2 separate regions of the Mus musculus genome follow, and region 1 is linked to region 2. Evidence: chromatin contacts called from public promoter capture Hi-C data. All regions are on one chromosome and are shown on one strand. Each heading gives the region's core, a stretch centred on a gene start, on an enhancer-like site or on the middle of the called end of the contact. The rest is flanking DNA. Distances are from core to core; before and after follow the strand shown.

The links. Promoter capture Hi-C pulls out the DNA fragments that hold promoters and counts their contacts.
Region 1: a promoter capture Hi-C map of pre-B cells shows a contact between it and region 2, with 2.6 times the contacts expected there. The contact joins the enhancer-like site here to the promoter of Stpg2 in region 2. A contact is called at or near these places in 3 of 39 promoter capture datasets (the C10 cell line, macrophages and pre-B cells), 2 of 15 datasets of contacts at CTCF or cohesin (large pre-B cells and pro-B cells), 4 of 484 Hi-C or Micro-C datasets (granulocyte-monocyte progenitors, large pre-B cells, nephron progenitors and 1 more), 2 of 115 datasets of contacts at active chromatin or transcription factors (effector CD8 T cells and memory CD8 T cells) and 2 of 9 other capture datasets (liver and pancreatic islet).

What each region holds. Positions count from the first base shown.
Region 1 is chr3:139,240,727-139,247,396 of GRCm38.p6, reverse strand. It overlaps Stpg2 (sperm tail PG rich repeat containing 2), which reads right to left. Exons shown (of 14, transcript NM_198659.2): 6 at 4,212-4,323. Among named protein-coding and RNA genes, the nearest start is that of Stpg2, 38 kb to the right of the region's middle. Within about 2 kb of position 1,931, at least 48 of the 459 cell types and tissues checked have an H3K27ac peak or open chromatin away from gene starts, as enhancers often do. A contact at or near this core is called in effector CD8 T cells, granulocyte-monocyte progenitors, memory CD8 T cells and 2 more, where this site is marked.
Region 2 is chr3:139,204,308-139,210,919 of GRCm38.p6, reverse strand. It overlaps Stpg2 (sperm tail PG rich repeat containing 2), which reads right to left and starts at 5,027. Exons shown (of 14, transcript NM_198659.2): 1 at 4,913-5,027. The coding sequence starts at 5,021.

The sequences.
Region 1 (6,670 bases), core at 682-3,181, 40 kb before region 2:
CCCCAAAGGACATGCATGGTATGTACTCACTAATAAGTAGATATTAACCAAAAAATAATAATAATACAGAATACCCCAAGATACAGTTCACAGAACTCAAAAAGGTCAACAAGCCGAAGGGCCCAAGTGAGGATGCCTCAATCCCACTTGAGAGAGAGAAGAAAGCAATCACAAGGGGGGACCTAGCTAGGAAAGGGGACACGGAGGGGGAGAGGGGAATATGATCAGCAGAAAGAATGGAAACAGGCAACCTCAGAAGGTAGGAGGTGGGGAGAACCTCCAAAATGTACCAGACCTGGGAGGTGAGAGACTCCAGGACTCAAAGGGAGGGACCTTAGATGAAATGCCCTACAGTACAGAGAGGGAAGTTAAACTTTTTTTTTTCCAGTTTTAACTTTTTTTTTTTGGTTTCATTTTTTAAAATTGTTTTCTTTATTTACATTTCAAATGTTATCTATCCCCTTTCCTAGTTTTCCTTCTAAAAATCCCCTATCTCCTACCCCCTACCACTGCCTCTCAACCCACCCACTTCCATTCCTGGTCCTGGCATTCCCCTATACTGGGGCATAGAGCCTTCACAGGACCAAAGGCCTCTCCTCCCATTGATGACTGACTAGGCCATCCTCTGCCACAAATTCCACCATGTGTTTTCTTTGGTTGTAAATTTCACTAGGTGGCGCCAAAACTTTGACCATCATTCTTGCCCAGCTGTGAACTCTGTCAGCTACAGTGACGACCTGTTTAGGAAGGTAAGCTCGCTGGTGCAATGGTGGCACAGATGCCCAGGAGGTATCTTAACACCTGCTTTACTTATTAGGGCCAGAAACTAGGCTTGTTAAAGGTCCTAGGGGAAAACCACAATGATTAATCCGCAAAATAGATATTGTATATAACTGACTCCTAATGACTTCTTGTTATACCCATAGACAATTCCAATATGCTGTATTAACCAGCAGAGCTCCTTACATATGACCATAAAGTTGCGTAGCTATGATACATTACGTATCCAAACTAAGTACTCGCTGGTACTTCATTTAAAAAGTTTGTGACCTTTATTTATGAAACCATTCTTCTTTTTCATATAGAATGAACTATTTCTTCTTTTTCTTCCTCTTTTCATGTGTGTGTGTGTGATGTACATACATGCATGTTTGAATATTCACATATGTGCAAGCGCTCAAGTATAATGGAGGCCCAAGGGCCTGCAATCTTCTGTGATTGTTTTTCCACCTTCTTCTTTGAGGCAAGGTGTCTGAGATCATGCCCACCCAACAGTTACATAGGTTCTGGGGATAAGGACTCTGATCCTCTTGTTTGTATAGCAAGCACTTTAATCACTGAGCCAACTCCTCAGATCACTTTGGATCTTTAGCATACTGTGATGGTTTGTATATTCTTGGACCAGGGAGTGGCACCATTTGAAGGTGTGGCCTTGTTGGAATAGTGTGTCACTGTGGGTATGGGCTTAAGACCCTCACCCTAGTTGCCTGGAAGTCAGTCTTCCACTAGCAGCCTTTGGATGAAAATGTAGAACTCTCAGCTGTACCTGAGCTATGCCTGCCTGGTTACTGCCATGCTCCCACCTTGGTGATAATGGGCTGAACCTCTGAACCTGGAAGTCAGCCCCAATTAAATGTTGTTTTTTTTTATAAGACTTGCGTTGGTCATGGTGTCTGTTCACAGCTGTAAAGCCCTAACTAAGACAAATACCAATGTCTACAAAAGATCATAAGAGTCAGAGGTTGGAGAAGATCAGGGTCAAATAGCATCCCCAAGACATGACAGCACCCTCATGAATTCACAGTAAGCATGGTTGCCTGCTTTAAACCTATACAGGATCAAGCTAGTCAGTGGTCTAAAATGGGGGGAGAAAGGACTTACAAGGCCCTATCTTAACTGAAAAGCTATTAATAGTTGATTGTTTCTAAAGGAAGAAGAGTCGGTTTCCTTTAAGGATGTGGTCAACTACACTCCAGTGAATGGCTTGTGAGTATTGGGGCAACAGAAAGCAGACTCGGGGCTTTCTTTTGTTTTGTTTTTTTAGAGAGAGAGTACAGGAAGTTGAGAAGTAATGAGGAAGTGGGGAATCAATCTAGAAAGATTTAGAAAGAAGAGTTGGAGGCAAATGTGATCAAAATATACTGTAGGAAATTCCCAACTTAAAATTAAAAAATATATTAAAATAAAATATGTAAGTATTCTGCCAACCACTTCCTTGACACAATACAATTTCTAAAATTACCATCAATATGTCCTAGAGTTTTCCATGTGCAACAAAAAATAGTGATGTACAATATGATATTCATGAGATAATATGTTGCCACATATCTTATAATTACGATAAGTGAAAGACAATGCAAAAACAAATCAAAACTGGAGATAAAGAAAGAACTGTAAGTTAAAACAGTTTTTCTAAATGTGAACTCAAAGTTAAGACATCAATACTATTTTATTAGAAATGTAAGGTCCTACATGATATAAAATGACATGACAGTATGAGGAAATCACGCTTTTATACAATACCTATCACTCAAGTCCTTACCATATCCTAGGCACTGCGGTAAATACTAAGAACACCACACTGAATAAGGCATGATCCCAAACTCAGGAATATGATCAAAGGAAAAATCCACAAATGGTAATATTCAAAAAAATTAAAATTCACTCCATTGCTATTGACTACAGTTCATCGTGTTGTTATTTTACCTATTTCAAAAGTGTTTTTAATCACTTTAGACTGTGGTGAGCAGTGTAATAATACAGGCAATCTTATTATAACCTTAAAATCATCTAATATAAACTTTTCTCCTCTAAGAAAATGTAACATCATAAAAAGAGGATTTTTAATGCAATTGTTAACTTTAATAGACACCAAAAATTTGCCACTAAACATCATCTTGAGGACTAGTTTGAGGTGAAATGAAAGAATATTAGCCTAACATGATGGTACTTTGGATTCTGTCTTCAATGCAGTCAGAAAAATACTTTTGACAATAATTTATTTGTATTTCAATGACAAAAATCTTATGCATATGTATAAATAAGTTCTGTTGATAAATAAAACCTTAACAGAAAACAAAAGCTTTATCATGTTTTAGATTCAGTTTCAGAATACAGTTTTACACTATAATATAAAATTACTTCATATATCCACTAGAACCTACCAATCAACATGAATAATTTTATCTGGTTTTTAAAGAATAATTGTTATTTTATTAGAACAAATGCATTACTGTTGTGATTATGTATCTTTTTCTAACATTATATGATGTTTTATCTTGGGTAAATGATTCATTGTTGGTTAACATGTAAGCCAAGGGAACCTTGGATAGGAAAAAAATCTTACTGAAATAGTTGCGAGATCTTTCTAATGGAGAGTCAGCTAGTCTTACTCTAAATGTATCCCTTTTTAAATTTTTGCACTACAATCTTTACCTCTTAGGTTAAAACATATTATACAGGAAAAATAAGAGTTTTATTAACCTAAAATTTTCAAATGGGAAAAAATTTTCAATATACATCTAAAAGTGGAAAGTACATCTTAATGAGTTTTATGTGGATAGAGACACAATTTGGAACAAAAAAAAGTGAAAATCTTGCTTTTACAATTAAAACCACACAAAATGTTATGCTTGGTTTATTTTAAAAAGCAGAAAGAACAAAATTCACAAATTAAGAAGCCCTTGAGACAATGAAAGAACTTAAGTAAACTGACATTGCAGGACTTTTAAAGGTATCTAGGTCATAACCTTACTAGAGAAAGGACGACAGAAAAGCAACCACGGGTAAGGGAAGTAAGGGGTGTGGAAGGAATAATAATACTAGTGTTATTCCTAATTACTAGTCCTAATATTACTAGTGTTATTCTGTATTACTATTCCTAATAATACTAGTATTCTTAATTATTATTTCTAAAATACTAGTATTATTCCTAATTACTGTTCCTAATACTAGAATTATTCTTCCTAAAGAAAAACTTAGGTCAATTTAAAGATATTTGAAGAAAATCACTGTCCAATACTTAAATAACAAAAGCAGGAATGGGCTTCCTGCTTATTCCTTTATGATAAAGTATCCAAGCAGAGCCAGTGACCACTGTACTGCAGAGTGAACATGTACTGTAGCTACTTCTACAAAACCCATTGGGTAACACAGCCATCAGGTATAGTAGACATACACAGAAAATTCATGAAATATCCCTTTAAACTTACCTTTTTTTCCTCCTGCAATATTATCGCTTCATATAGCCGTGGGACATATGTATAATAATTATGCTCTTGTTCTCTCTTGATGTTAATATTTTCACAATGTAGTTTCCTTTTCCTTTCAAAAATCCAGATAGAATTTGAGTTTTCAATTTTAAATACACAAATATTTTATAAGCAAATATAATTTTTATACCAAAAGCTTCAGCTTCAAGTGGATTTAATAACATCAACAGGTTGGATCAATACATTCAAATTCTTATGAAAATATATCTTATGTTGACTGGTTTTGGTTTTTTTTAATGGAGTACTGGGACTGCCAAGATAGGTCAGGGGCTTGAATGTACTTGATATAGAGCCCGATGGCCTGAGTTTCATCCCCAGAACTCAACTAGGAGAAGAGAAGGATCCCCACAAGGTGTCCTCTGACATCAGCATAGATGTGCACACAGATGCACACATATACACAGACACACACAACAGCAAGGAAATTAAAACTCAGAGTACTGTGATAAAATTGCTCTAAGAAAAACTACTCCAAGGGGAAAATGGGCCATGATACTTGCAGCATGAACTGACATCATCAAGGTAATTTTTTTTAAAGTGTTCTGATATTCTACTTATGTATGTCTTTAAAATCCAAAAATTCCTTGGTATTTTAATTTCTGCTTAAAATAAGAAAAATAGCCTTTTCTACTTATAACATAAAGCAGCAAGGCAAAGTGCATAACAATCTCTAAGAATCAAGAGAAAATGTATTTTCATTGCTATTAGACAGTTTAAAGAAAAAAGAAAACAGCAGTGAATAGTTCCACATGCTAAAGGGAGACAGTCTGCTAAGAATCACACCGCTGGTTTTATGACCTAATATAAACCACGCAGTCTCTCTTAGCTTCATATTCTTCATCTATACTTGGACATATTAATAATTAGTTCTCTATAACATAATGAAAAAAGAAAAAAAACAGATGTAGGGTATTTAATGTCATTCAGGGCCCAATAAACCCACTACAACTTACAGCATTAATCATTGATAGAATTATATTTAAGTAAACCACACTTGCTGTTTTTCCTACATATTGAACAGCACTGCAAAGACATTCAACATTTTTTTTTGAAAATCTCTGCTAACTACACAAAGACTAAAATAACGTAGGTAACAGAAAAACAGGCTTTAGATTATTGAATAGTTGCCGCTAATTTCAGAATTCTGAGCTTTCACCACTCTGGCTCACTTTCCACTAATTTTATTTGTATAAAATTTTACAAGTAAGCTTGTTTTTCATAACTTTACATGAGTTTGCAGCCATGAAATAAATGTATGCTTATGACACTAGAATTGTTGCGTGATACTTATGCCCACTTCTTTCCCAAAGAGAATATTATAATACATCTCCCCAGTCAGAGTGTCCAACCCTCCCTCTGTTACATGTAAAATCTCCAGGAAGAATTGTAACTCACGAACATCCAAAGCAGAAGGAAATAACTAGAAAATGTCCACTGCAGGATGAGAAGCAACTCCAAATAAAATACACAGCAATGCAGGCGACCTAGTCAGAGCAGAGAGTGATGGTAGCTGCAGGGCTGAAGCAGCCAGGAGCACAATGCAGGACTCCGTCCTGCTGCTCAACGTGGAAAAGGTGAAGAGAAAAACAGGTGAGCTGGGGATAAAACAACGTTTTACAAATGGCATAGCGATGGGGAGACGGTGGAAGTGAGTCAACATTGGGAAAAATGAAGCGGATGAGAGCTGGCAAGCACACCCAGACTGAGCAGTGCGCACAACCCTGCCTGCCCTTCTTGCTAGTTAAGCTAAAGCAATCAGGGAGCAGAGAAACCAGCAACCTGGAAGGAGGGAGGTTATGTGCCCAATGGCCACGGGACAGCCCTGGGCAAATAAATGAGCCGCAAAACAAAATCAACGCCACTGCTCTGGGAAAGGGACAGAAGTGAAGGAGGGGCACTGGCAGGGGTAAGACAGAGATGAGAAGTGCCCATAAGAGTGATCAGAATATACTGTACACATGTACGAAACTGCCAAATTGCAAAATCAACAAACAGTTTTCATAACACATGAAATAAAATATTTACTCTTTTAAATGCTAAACAACAAAAGAATATGCCCAAAGGAGGAAGGTGAAGGTTTGAAGAATCTATAGGGCTTATCCTGTTAGGAAAAAAGGTAAGTACAGACTAACACAATTAAAAAATAATAATAAAATACGAAGGTATACTTTTCGGATTAGAAGAGTAGCACAGTAAGAGCAATAACCTAGGTATATGTTCTTCAAACGTAAAAATGTCAAGCTTTGTTCTTACTCTGTTACTAAGTTCAGCACTAGCACATAGAAATGACTTAGTATTTGTTCAGGTAAGGAGCTACAGTCGGGAGTCTGAGCTTCAAACTATGCTTCCTGATATCATCAGGCGTCTATGCCTGGGTACAGCATAAAGAATCACTGGAG
Region 2 (6,612 bases), core at 3,778-6,277:
AAAAGGACACCATAATACATCCATTCCTCAGATCATTGATGTTAGAGTATATAACAAATATGTGTGGTTTTAAACTCTGTATATAAAAGAAATGGGCAATGAAGAAGAAATCTAGTATTCATAAAATCTTCATTGGAATTTTCCAAAATTAATCATAATCTTCTGTTACAGAGCTCAAGTATACATGGAGTTATGAATACAACAAAAACACAAAATAAAAACAACTGTAGTGATAATTTTCACATAGATAGGTCCTCTTCCGTTTAATTTGTAGCTGTGTACTAATGTTTACATGTTTCTCAGAATTTCCAACTGGCCTGGTGCCTTAGTTAGGGCTTTACTGCTGTGAACAGACACCATGACCAAGGCAAGTCTTATAAGAAACAACACTTAATTGGGGCTGGTTTACAGGTTCAGAGTCCATTATCATCAACCTATTCCAACAAGGCCACACCTCCAAATGGTGCCACTCCCTGGTATAAGAATATACAAACCATCACACCTGGTTTTCCCCAAACATTGGCTCTCAAGTGCTAAAACTAGACTAATTACATACAACCAGGATGTTTGGTGACTACCATAATACTCTGCTGTTAGAGTGTGTGAAGGTGTGTCTCTATATATTCAATTGTTAATTCTGTACTGGAAGAGAGTGAAATACTAGCAGGTCCTCGGTATTGTTATTTCTATAGCCCATCCTCTGTCTCATATTGTGTAAGTATTTGTTCTTCCTTACCTGTGGATGGATGGACTAGAGCAGAGCAGAGTTGTAGGACTGACCACATAACAGAGTATAATGGCAGGATTGGTGGGGTTAGAGTAGCTGGGAGATTGCTCTAGCTGAAAGACCTAAGCTTTAAAATATTTTTTTAAAACCTTCTGTGTTGTTACTTTTATCACTGGCAGGCATAAGGTAGTCTTGCAATACTCTTCACAATCAACAATAAAGAATAACTGGTTTTCTATATTATACATTTTGTTAGTCATTCATAATACTGGATATTTTGTATACTGTATTATGTATTCTATGAGCCTGCGTAATAAAGAAAGTACAGTAAAAGATAAAAACCTGATTTCAAATGATGGAGAAATTAAGTAAAGACAATTATCATACTATCTATGCTGCCAATGTCTAAGGTACAAAAAGAAGAGTGCTCCAGAGAATTCACATTAGTAGAATTTGATGTGGGGTATATAAATAAGCTGACATATGAAGTGGTACCTTACAATGATAAATCAAACTGACAGAAAAGGGAAATTAAGAGCATGGGAGAAGGAAAGATTTAAAAGGAATGAGTTCAGTTTGGGATATATTGAGTTTGATGTGCCGACAGCAAAAGATAAATCAGACTGGCACAAAGCAATAAAAGTCCATTCTACAAAAGAAGGTGTCCAGTATGTGATGAAAAGACAAGTTATGCAGCCACAATGACAGCCACAAAGCAAAGGGCGTTCTTCACATATAAAACAACAAGGTCATTGAAACAGGCATTCATCTGCAGAGATACCAGTGTACACAGCAATCACATATACATTAATTATCTAAACCTATGTCACAACTGCACTCCCTGGTATGTGCATTATCTATATTCTGACTAGCTAGGACAATAAAATCATTCTTGTCAGCATAAACATATAGGTGCATCTACAGGACCACTGATAAATCTCCTTCCACCCTGCACTGGTGGCAGATAAAACTCCTTCAAAGAAGAATGCTGCAAAAGAAAATAACTAGAAGATGCTGTTTTCCAGTTTAGTTGACTGATACATATTCCACATAGACAGCTAATGTTGGGTGCTGTTCACTTTGAAAGTACATTTAAAAAGTAATGAAATACTCCCGACACAATACCAGGATAGGCATGTATTTTTAAAAGAACTTGTTTTCTCATGTGATAAGATGGTAGACTAGGCTACCTCTCCTTAGGGAAATATTGCTTTAGGAAGATATGCTTCCTTCTCAGATTAGTTAAAAAAAAAAAAAAGCAAGACATAGCTCTTTTTTGCCTGTGGAATTTGAATATCCATTCTCTTTCCCACTCATAAAAACACAGTAGCTCAGTCCTGATCCATTAAGGATACAAATCTTAAGTTTATTCCTGATCAAATGACCTAAAACCAAGGCTATCAATTAGTATATTAAGTAGGAAAACATGGAGCTAGTATACTGGAGGGTTGGCTAAGTAAGATAAAGAGGAAAAAGGAGACCACTAGGTTGAGAATATCCTAACACTACAAGATCTGTCCCTCTTGTGAGGCTTGCTGTAAGAATTAAGTTACACAAGGTCCCTCCATCTTTCCTTTCCACATCAGACTCTTAACATACACCTAATCTTTCATTGAAATAGATGGACAGCTCTGCACAGTTCAGTAAATTACCTATTATAAACATGCATGAAATAGCATGGTAGCTGCTTTTAAATTATCTCATCGAGAAATGTAGCAGAAAAATGCTCAGAAACACCTGTTCTATCAATTATAAACATGTTGCCCTGAACAGCATAGCATGCACGCGCGCGCGCACACACACACACACACACACACACACACACACACACACACACAATCTCCTCAGAGTTCCCAAGCACAGAATTTTTAAACATACTTCAAAAGTGAACAAAGTATAATCCTTTAAGTTAGTATACAGGGCTGACTATATCCTACATACTACCCTTTAGTAACAAAAGCCATAGTGTTTTGGAGAAGGTGTTATGTGTGTGTGTGTGTCTGTCTTTCTGTGTGTGTGTGTGTGTGTGTGTGTGTGTGTGTACATGTGGAAGACAGATGACAACTTGTAAGAGTCATCTTACAAGATGTTAAGAGTTATTATGCTCAAGTCATCAAATTTGGCAGTAAGTGACTTTACCCATTAAGCCATCTCACCCACCCCATAGAAACTTTTAATGTGGTCCACTAGTTTATACGTTACTACAAGGTATTTTTCACTAAGAATATTGTTTTACTGGGTTGAAAACTAAGAATGGAGTAAACATCATGATCCCTGCTCTCAAGTAGTTTACATTTTGGTGGAGCTTTTGTGTGTGTGTGTGTGTGTGTGTTAGAATCAAACTGCTACCAAAAAAGTTACCATAAGCCAGAAGGATGGAAAAGTAAGACTAGTCAGAGATTTTTATTTCAATTGAATATCAAGAATAAGTAGAAGCAAGCCAGGAGGAGTAGGAGCATAGAACACACTGGGCACATGGTGCAAAAGAACAGAAGTGACAAAAAATGATCTTAAGAATATTATCAAGTTAGAATGGCTGAACTGTAGGTCATGTGTAGGAGCATGTACAGGTGTTTGGAAAGATCAGACTAAATGGAACACAAGACCGGGGGTGATAACAAAAAAGAATTCTACTACCATTGATGAGTTTAGATTTTTTAACCCTGCCGTTAACAAAAATAAATATATTTTTTGTTTTTCAAATAATGTATGTTTTTTAAACATACTACTAAACACAAAATGAAAGATAAAATTATGACACTGAGACAGAAACAACATGCTACTGATTTAATTGAGAAAAAATAAATTGGATTGTATTAAATTGGGTAGCTATGAACAAAGGGGAAGAATTTCTGAGAGATTGTGAACATTTAACCAATGGTCTTAAAGGCCAAGAGAAATGGCCAGGCAAAAAAAGTAAGCTAGAGTTCTAAAGCTTAGACCAGCCATGCAAGGATGTCTGTAAAGTGACTGACAACGACGCAGACTTTAAGCCTGTGGGAAACTTAGAGACATAAACCACCTCTATCTCTATAAAGAATTTCACTTGGGAGTGGCTGGATATAAATGGTGATTGAAGTAACAGATATGAATAAGAGAGTACAATGAGCAAAGCAACAAGAACAAGATGTAAAGCTAAGTATCTTATAAATTTAGCTGTGCATGATTAGTGGGAAAAAAAGAAAAATAAAACATGATTCCTTGCTTCAGTACCGAATCATGTGTCAGGTACTGAACAGCAGGAAAAAAAATGAGACAGAAAGCAACAAAGAAAGTGGTCAGCTGTACCAAAATAAAGGTCAAAAAAAAAAGTTATGGGTGTGCAAAAGCATCATAGGTGTGCCCATTACAGATGGTCACTGGTAAACACAAGATGCTGGGGAATACATGCTTATACCATCTCAACAGTACTTGGCATAGGTACCAAAAATGCTGAGGACAGATGCTGAAAAGATGTAAAATTTGAGATCTGAAACGCAAACAGAATTTTACCATGTCCAGAGAAACTTAAACTAACCATAATGGAGCAGGGATGTAAACAGAGTACTCACTCCTGGAACTTTAAGGGGGCAGGAGGTATTTTATATCTACTGAAAAATGCAGGTTTACAAAAGAAACCACTAGAATTTGGGTGGTATTAAACTCAAACAAAAACAAAAACCAGAACTTTAAAAGCAGAGACCGAATTAGAAATATTTATTAAAAGTTGGACCTAATTCACAAACTGGGGGGGGGGGGGGGGGTGAGAAATGAAGAAAAGCAATTAACTACTTCAATTATTAGTCCCTAGGCCACCCCTGAAGGCTATAACTTTTCACAGAATGTAGAAAGAGGGTCTCAGTATAAAGCCAGGGATGGTCAGATAACTTCACTCCGGGGAGTGGGGGAGATTGGGGACGGGATCCAATTTGTAAGTGATAATACAGAATAGAAATGTAAACAATTACATCGTGGTAAATAAATCTGATTAAAGTGTGTGCAAAAGCAAGTATTGTGTTTCATACAGTCACAAACTTGTTATGTCATACAGTCAAGAGCCAAGGAATCAAAATCCTGGTTCTAGTATCGTCTCTACCTGCGACGTGTTACATTTCTGAACAGTGGTCCTTTTTGACTTTGTGTTTAACCTGAGGGCAGGCTGAAGGCGGGCCGTCTGTCACCGCAAGCTGGCCATCAGCATCTTACCTGTGGCCTGCTGCTTAGGAAAAGGTACCTGGTAGGTCCCAGGCCCCACGTGCTCCTCGGTGCTGCCGCGGTTGGCACAGTCGAGCCAGCGCGGAGCACGGTCATACATAGTGATGAGGGGCGGGGCCCACGGGACCGGAAACTAGACAGGCGGCCTGCGTCGTCCCTACACGCGGGACTAGAGTGCGAGCTGCGTGCTGACTGGCTCAGCGGCGTCAGCTTTCCCTCGGGTCCTCGGCACAGAGGTAAAGTGGCGAGGACAGCAGCCAGAGGACCCGCCCGCCAGCCCGCCAGCGTTCAATTCAGCGCTCACGGGTCACGCCAGAGACCGGGCTTAGCCGCCTGAACTTCCGGCTCTGGCTCCGCCCACTCCCCGCCTCCCGGAAACCTTGGAAGGGCAGAGGCCGGAAGGACTCGGGCCTGTAGGTGCACTTCCGGCACCGGCCTCGGAGCATTTCCGGTCGAGCGCTCAGAGCTCGGAGATGTCTTGTAGAGTCTGACGAAGCTCCCTGCGCTAGGCAGGGCGGTGCTGCACCTCAGCTCCACCTCAGCTCCGCCTCAACTCACCTGCTTCCTGTCCCAGAATACCTTCGCTGCGCAGAAAAGCCCTAGAAACGCACTAGAAGGAGGCGAATTAATTTGATTTTGATTTGCCTTCCCTGTAAATCAGGGTGACTGGAAAGACCCGGGGGGCGGGGCAGCGAGGCGGGGACAGGTGGAATAGAAAAGCTCGGGACCCCAAAACAGGGTTTGGGATCAGCAAAGTCCCCCTTCACTCCTGTCAAAAAGGCATCCTCTGAATAAAGTCACTACTGAATCTGACCTGCAGGCCATCAAGATTTCTAAAGGAAAGCTGGGAACGCAGAGGGTTGGGGGCGGGGGTGGGGGGGTGACAAGAAATGGCAACATCTGAAAAGGGGAAAGCTTGCCTACTGAAGCAAGTCAAGGGCAAGGGCTAAAAACTGCTTCTGGTGTTGGACACGGATAAATGGCAACATTGTCTACAAAGTAAGGTGAAGGCATCGAAAAAGCCCAAGCCACCCTCATCGATCCACTGAATCTTCAGCAACAGGCGCTGGAGAGTATCAGAATCCATCTATGTGTTTGGTTGGTTTTTTTCATTAAGAAATCCACACAGCTTCTAAACATCCTTAAAGGCTTAGGCCAGTGGTTCTCAACCTTCTGAATGCTGCAACCCTTTAATACGGTTTCTCAACTTGTAGTGGCCCCATACCATAAAATCATTTTCATTGCTACTTTATAACTTTGGTACTGTTAGGAAGCACAATGTAAGTATTTTTGGAGGTAGAAGTTTGCCAGTGGGGTTGTGACCCACAGGTAAAGAACCACTGGCTTAGGCAATCCTTCCATGGCCCTGCCTTACCCACAAAAGAGCTAGAGTGCCTCAGTCCCCAATACAAACTTAAATATATTTAAATTTTGTGATTCTTAGTTTGCTACTTAGTTCTGAATTAATTGTGGCATCTCTGTTAGAATACTCAAAAAGTATGTGTGTGTGGTTCCTAAGAATCTTTTGATGTCTTCTACTAAACAGCTGGATCATTACTTACTTGAAAAGAACTTATTGGCAAATGTATATAGTTCTCTTACTCTTCTAAGTTAACCTGGATACAAATAAAACTAAAGCCCCTGTCCCTGGGTAGGTCATGAATAGCCCAAGAAGGGGCAAGCAAGGTATA